Linked DNA regions of Rattus norvegicus: region 2 is linked to region 1. A link is a contact called in public Hi-C data. All regions are on one chromosome and are shown on one strand. The core of a region is the stretch at or near the end of the contact, and the rest is flanking DNA. Distances in the headings are between cores, read along the strand shown.

What was found. Hi-C and Micro-C count contacts between places; a contact is called where the count stands out from the background.
Region 2: a contact with region 1 is called in a Hi-C map of kidney, with 2.9 times the contacts expected there. The contact joins two enhancer-like sites. A contact is called at or near these places in 3 of 12 Hi-C or Micro-C datasets (the A7r5 cell line, the Rat2 cell line and kidney).

What each region holds. Positions count from the first base shown.
Region 1 is chr3:37,056,835-37,060,492 of GRCr8, forward strand. All of the region lies in intron 1 of Ralgps1 (Ral GEF with PH domain and SH3 binding motif 1), which reads right to left. Among named protein-coding and RNA genes, the nearest start is that of Ralgps1, 9.0 kb to the right of the region's middle. Within about 2 kb of position 1,652, at least 19 of the 93 cell types and tissues checked have an H3K27ac peak or open chromatin away from gene starts, as enhancers often do. A contact at or near this core is called in kidney, where this site is marked.
Region 2 is chr3:37,098,621-37,102,278 of GRCr8, forward strand. Zbtb34 (zinc finger and BTB domain containing 34) reads right to left here. Exons shown (of 3, transcript NM_001399597.1): 3 at 2,413-3,658. Among named protein-coding and RNA genes, the nearest start is that of Zbtb34, 23 kb to the right of the region's middle. Within about 2 kb of position 1,766, at least 7 of the 93 cell types and tissues checked have an H3K27ac peak or open chromatin away from gene starts, as enhancers often do. A contact at or near this core is called in kidney, where this site is marked.

The DNA.
Region 1 (3,658 bases), core at 402-2,901:
CCAAGTGTGCTTGCATGTCACCATGCTTCCTGCCATGACGATAATAGACTAAACCTCTGACTTAGCCATAATTAGTGAGCCAGCCCTAATTAAATGTTTTCTTTTGTAAGAGTTGCTGTGGTCATGGTGTCTCTTCACAGCAGTAAAACCCTAAGACACCGACCCAGAGTAACAGCTAAATGAGAAAATGGCTTACAGTAGCTCCAGCCATTTGTCACTTAGCCTCGACACCCACTCCCCTGGATTTAGAACCACACTCAGAAGTCTCTGAGGGCATCTGCAGATGAGTTTAACTAAGGAGGAAAGTGGCAGCACCATCCTATGGCCTGGAGTCTGGGGCTGAATAAACATGAACCAGCTTTCACCTCTCTGCTCCATACCATGACCACAGCCTCCCATTCCCACCATCACGGTTTCCCTGTCATGGTGGACTGTATCCCAAAGTATCTACAAAGATAGCCAATGTAAGCCATTCATGCCCCATCAACAAAGTCTAGCACAGTTTTTACACATATCAAACAATCAAACACACTAAAAGGAACAGGAATCTTCTGTACAAATGAGGGTGCTTTCACTACAGAAAGGCTAGCCAGACTCAAAATGGCCAAACCCCAGTTCACTACCTTCTTCCTCCCCACCTACTATTCCTTTCAAATTCCATTTTCTCAGTTACTCAACCCACCCACCACCATCTCCTGCCAACAGAGCAAAAGACAGACATTAGCTTCCTTCCTCACCACGGCACTGTGCAAGTGTCTACTACCTCAGTTTCATAAAACAGCCACCCACGGCCAGGATCTGTACACTACAGCAGGGTCAGCAGTGACAGGGCTTCAACCAGCCTCCATCCATCTCAGGACAGGGACTCACTATCCACTGGGCACTCTCAAGCCCCCTTCCACCCAACTCCGCCTCCCAGTGTCTCATCCAATGACACACTAAATACACACACTGGCCTGACCAACATACCAGCTCCCAGACTTCTGTGTGGCTGCCCAAATGCACCTCCTATCCACTTCCTGCACCCAGAAAGCTGAAACCTTTCTCTAAGACTTAAAGTTTTATGTGGTCCTATGAGCTTCCGTCTCTACTGTGTGGCCTCCCCCAACACTGTTCTGTCCTCATTTAATGTCTCCTGACTATCAAGACCACAGGGTCCCCAGGGCAGTGACACAGTGTAAAGCTCAGTTACATGCTTCATAGATTAGCACATCATGATTAAAAACCAGTAATGAGCTCAAGGTGTCCTCGAATACCCTCAAGAAGAAGGGGGCAGCCAGTCTTCCAAGAAGCAGAAAGAAGGCTAGCTGCTCTCCTGAAGCCAGAGAAACAACAGCTCAAAAATCAATGCTCAGCAGACAGCTGGAAAGTCCAGAAACCAAGTTCCACAGCTAGGACATAACATGGCAGAGGTTGCTAGCTCAGTCCAAGCAGTACCATTTCCTGGGACTACCATTCATCTCTCCCTTGTTCTCAACATTAGCCACACAGACATCCCCCTGCTTGCAGCTCTTAAGTGTTGGATGATAGACATGTGTCACCACACTGGGCTGTAGTTAATATTTTACATGCTGATTTGTTACTGCTTCATGCTCAAGCATTTAATGTTTGTACAAGACAGAGCAGGACTGTTTTCACTGCACCACAGGCAGCATAGTGCTGGCACTCACTAGTCCAACAAGGACAGGCCAAGACAGATGGACAGACAGGTCTGGCAGGACAGGGAAAATGGAGTGGCAAGGCTGCCCTCTGCCTTCAGCTGCAGGTATAGTCTGACCCCTCCAGCTCATCTCGACAGGCATCCAATCTTGAGCTTCCTGACTCAGAAGGATGCATAGACACCAGGAAACCCCTCAAGGTAGATTCTGGCTCCACATTGGGTGATTTGTTTTTCCAAACTACAAGCTGTTCCTCCCCATCTGAGGAGCATCACTGGGCATGCTGGTAAATCGGGTTCAAGGCTCTCCCAAGACCAAGAGGTTCCCTCCTTACAACAGCCCAGAACCAAGATGGAACTGGAGACCAGAAACACTGTAGCCACTGTCACCAGGCTAGACGGCAGAGCCTCACACCCGGTCAGGGCTTAGCCCTGCTCCCTGTAGTCACAATGACGACTCAGTTTCAGAGTCTGTCATCTGACATAAACCCTTAACCACTGACATGCTTTATTAGCAGTCATGTATGACCTCCTGGCAGCTGTTGCAAGATTGCTATAGTCACACGGATTTGCTCACAAGACTGAGAAAACAGGACACCTGAGCATGAAAGCTGGACGAAGTCTCTGCCCCCGTCTGAGACGGGAGGAAGCTTGGTCCTCCAGACTGACAGGCCACCTGATGAGCACAGAGGCCATGGGTGCTGGGTACAAAGGTGCTGAGAGATAAGGCACATAAGAAAGTGAAGTAAGGTCAGCAAGGAGGCCATATACCAACCAGCAAACCACCTCATCAACCTCCCACACAACCCAAATCTTAACTCTGGTCATCAGGCACCAAGCACACACGCCGATGATCACTATCTCAGTACTGACTACAAAGTAAGGTTTCACTGGTCCGAAGACACTGAGTTGAACTGAACTCCCCAAATCCAATGAGGGGAAGTTAAGTCCGCAAGTCAAGCAAACCCGGAATAGGTACCTCTGTCCATGCAGCTCTATTGCCTCAGCTCGCCCAAGACTCCACAAGTCGAGTGTCCGACCTCACTCTAAGGTGTCTAGGGGTCAAAAGGCACCTACAGAGACAAAAGAACCCCAACTCTCTCATAGCCTCAGCCCGGATAATGGACCTCTCTGAGCTTCTACTGCCTTCAGTGAATCACTCCTACCCTGCTCGATAACTGCCACCGAGACACAGCGCTCTGAAGTACTCCAGTATCATATGATGGAAGGGACCTCTGAAGCAACAGCCTTCTATTTTATGGAGTCACATTAGTCCACTTTCTTCACCAGTTCATTCCTCACTCATTCACCCTTCAGATACCCACACAACAGCTGCTTATCTAAAGAGCTTAGCGTCTGGTTTGTTTGTTTGTTTGTTTGTTTGTTTGGAGACAGGGTTTACCTGTGTAGCCCTGACTGTCCTAGAATTTACTCTGTTGACCAGGCTGGCCTTGAACTCAAAGATCTGCCTGCCTCTGCCTCCAGAGAGCTGGGATTACGCTAGCTCATTTTTCAGTTCTGCAACTGAAAGTCAGCCTAGGACAAAGAAATACCCAGAAAAAAAAAAAAAGAAAGAAAAGGAAGAAGTGAAGGAAGGAGGGGAGAAGCTACAGAGAAAACAGAGCAAAGGAAATGGTTAAAACAGCCAGTCACGGGCTGGAGAGATGGCTCAGTGGTTAAGAGCACTGACTGCTCTTCCTAGAGGTCCTGAGTTCAATTCCCAGCAACCACATGGTGGCTCACAACCATCTGTAGTGGGGGTCCACTGCCCTCTTCTGGTGTGTCTGAAGACAAAGCCGGCCAGAGCTCCAGAATGAAGAAACCCTGTCACATATAAATAAATAATTAAAAAAACAGCCAGTCACTAATTCCCCATAACACTTTATTTCCACAAAGAAGAGAAACAAGTTCTAAATTTATTAACTTGTTTTTCATAAATATTTAATTCAAAAGCGTACTAACTGAACTCCCTTGTCCCACTTACCAAAATCCACAAAGTGG
Region 2 (3,658 bases), core at 516-3,015, 42 kb after region 1:
ACAGAGATCTGCCTGCCTCTGCCTCCCAAGTGTTGGGATTCAAAGCGCGCGCCACTACCACCCAGCTTGCTCTAAGCTACTTAATCCACCTGACTTTTGTTTCAAGATCCTGTCCCTTCGCTGAGCCTCCTCTTTCAGACTAAGTTTTATCTGGCTCCTCTTCCCTCTGGCAAAAATCTAGGGTCTCAAGGGTCCTTACAGCTAGTCCCAATCTTTTAAAAGATGGGGAGCAGGGGGCTGAGATGTCTTAAGAGTGTAGCACTGGTACAAGCCTGATGAACTTCGTTCTGTCACTGGAACCCCTATGAAGGCAGTACAGAGGACAGAGAACCAAAAGTTGTCTTCTGACTTTTACAAGTGCTGCGGTGTGCCCACTCCCACATCATACACACTTTCACACATTAAGAGTTTCTAAAACTGTGTGTTTATGAGCAAAATGCCACAGGAAGTGGAGCCTTTCAACAGAGCCTGGTGGCAAGAGGCCTATTCAGGGGGGCCAGGGAAGGGGAGCAGGGGCACTGCAGAAGAGGGAAGAAGGCAGTCAGTGGTTGTTATCGTAACCTGGTAGCACCCCCCCCCCCCATTTCACCACCCGCCTAGCCACAGCAGAGTAGGCAAGAAGGGCTGAGTGGGTTAGCTCAGTTAGTGCTGTGATGCTTGCCTCTAACATGTGAAGGAGTCAAAGTAGAGGAGAGAGTTTTGGAGATATTGTGATTAAAGGGCAACAAGAAAGCTGAGACGAGCAGTTGGCTCAGCTTGTCTCCCATATCCACAGATGGGCAAAAGCAAGACAGGAAGTCCTGTCCCTATCTGAACAGCACCAGAGGCCTGGCACCCTGGGGAATGGAAGCCAGAGCACCCTGGAGAAGAATCATCGATCAAAGCAAGGACACTCTCAAGAAACTTAGTGAGGCCTCAAGGAACTGCCATAATGGAATCTAGCCCCAGAGCCTGGATGTCTCCATGTCAAGGCAACAGCCATCTTTTGATACTCACAGTAATACTTAGAAAACTGAGGGAAGAAAGTGAAGGGGTTGAGCAGAGGGGGAAAAATCACTTAGGAAATCCTCTGAAGCCAGCTCCAGGGACCCAGATATGTGGTGGAACACATCTGGAAGTGACTAGTTAAAATGACAGTCATTGGCAGTAACTTGATTGCCAAGGCGGCAATCCTCCAGGTTCTACCAAGACTTGTCAAAAGTGGGTCCCATAGTTGTACTGGCTAAAAGTCTGAAGGGAGGCTAGGGATGTGGATGAGTTGGCAGAATGCTTCCCTAGGAAGCCCCAGCATGGAAAAGACAGGGTGCACGCTTCTAATCCCAGCAATCTAGAAGAGCAGGAGGGGCATCCTTGACTATATAACAAGTTTAAGTCCATCCTGGACTATGTATGTGTGACCTTGTCCCAAAAAGTAAAACCCTAAAGTGGAAAGGAAGTGCAAAAGGAAGTTGTGGGACTCAAATCCATGGTCAGGCAAAGGTAAGACTCAAAGCCAGGCCTCTATTCACATAAGCTAATGCAGGCAGGCTCCACTTAGAAGGGAAGCTGGTTCTCAAATAGGCCTTCCATAGCATATACCAACTCAATGTCACCTGACTGTAAAGGAGCCCTGCTCAAATGGGAGAGAACTCCAGCAACTTGAACACACAAGCAAGAAACCATTGACTTATAGACTCGTGGGAAGCCATGCTGGCCCATGCTTGCACGCCAGCCCTACCGCCCTGTGGTACAGGGTCTGTGCTAAGAACATAAGGTCCAGAGTTCAGGATTTGTGCATTCAGCTGAGGCTGAGTGGGTGGAGACAAGTTGACTATAAACAGTCCCTCTAGTGGCTGTGCAGTAGACAGGAAGCGGAAGCACCCAGTAAGTCTATTGTGAAGGGTCTAACCCTTGCAGGGCTGCTGCAAGGAAGAAAGGCTTCTGAGATGGGGGTGAGTGGGAGCACGGAGGAAGAGAAGGAAGAGTAGGAGGAAGACAAAGAGAAAAAAAGTGTAGGAGGACGAAAAAATAGTTCTGGTCATTGCCAACTGGCTAGGCACAGATAGAGCACCCACCCCACTGTAAGGACTGGGCAGGACACCCCGAGGTGGCTGTGCACTCAGCATGGTGCATGTTGAGGATACCCCTCTTGGCCACACAGGAAAGGTTCAGAGCACCACAGTACTTCAGTCTTCCTAGGAGACATCTAGCCTTTCAGAGAACCAGTGGCTAGAGAAACAGATGCCTGTCAGAGGCAGGGGTGCTCCTGGAGGACATGGGTGGGGTCTGTCAGAGGCAGGGGTGCTCCTGGAGGACATGGGTGGGGTCTGTCTGAGGCAGGGGTGCTCCTGGAGGACATGGGTGGGGTCTGTCTGAGGCAGGGGTGCTCCTGGAGGACATGGGTGGGGTGGGAAGACAGAGACCACAGCAAGGTTGCTCTAGCAGCATTTTTATTTACAAACAGCAATCTCCATTGAATTTATTACCATAAAAAAGCCATTTACAAGCAAGAAACAAGAATTCAGAACGAAATGAAGCAGCACTGAAATATTCATGTCACAAACCTAAAGCAAAATGAATATGAGTAAAATATCATTTGAATAAATAGTCTTCAATTCATGCTATAAAATAACCTTAATGGCAAGTTACTAGTTGATACAGCATCCGCTTAGCTAGCTTCATTTACTTCACGTGGTGATGAAGTGTGGCGTTGAGGTTACCAGTTTATATTGCAAGATAATGACACCATGTGAAGTCATTCACATTGCTCAGCCATTTGTAACAGAAGACTGTTAGCCCTACTGCTAAAGTGGTAAGAGGTGGTTTCACATTAGGAAAATGGTCGTTCTCAGGGGAGGCAGGTGAGTTTACCTCTTGCTCTAGTCAGGGCAGCAGCCTGGAGCTTGTTCTCCAAGTCCTGAGGCCGCATTCACAGCATGCTTGTCACTGAAGGGCAGTGAGAGATTTGTATGCTCAATCTGCCACTCAGGGCAGTGAGCAAAGCTTGCTCCAGGAGCTAAGCAGGAGCAGCAATAGCCCTGTCTGTGCCAGACCCAGGGGGGCACCTGGAGTTAGCAAGCCCTGGCAGGAACAGTGGGAACTCTGGCACTTACTGAAGACGATGTGTGTGACGACCATTACAAATCTGGAACAAAGTGAATGACTTCTCTGAACGTTCAGTTCAGCTGCACTGAGTATATGAAATCTATGATGTAAGAACTAGATAGTCTCGTATAAAGAGTTTACATAATTCCCCAGTACTTTCATATATAAAATTTAATAAATAACCCTGACCAGGCTAGAAGCACCATTCAAGGGGCATGAGCCCTTGGAAAATAGTTTAGATGTTGCATATTTGAGTCCCTTTCAGTGGAGGCTTCACAGGAAACCATTATAGAATCTAAGAACAATGGTAACTACAAAAACAGAGCAGTAACAAGTGGGAAGCTTAAAGGGAAACACAGCAGCCCGAGGCAGAGTCTGTTCACACGGACATGTCCCCTAGCCCTTGCTTTGTGTTCTTGCGGATTCTCCCTAGAATCCGGGCTGTTAAAACACACACAGACACAGACACAGACACAGACACAGACACAGACACACACACAGACACACACACAGACACACACACAGACACACACACAGACACACACACACACACACACGGAGGCAGGTTAGACTT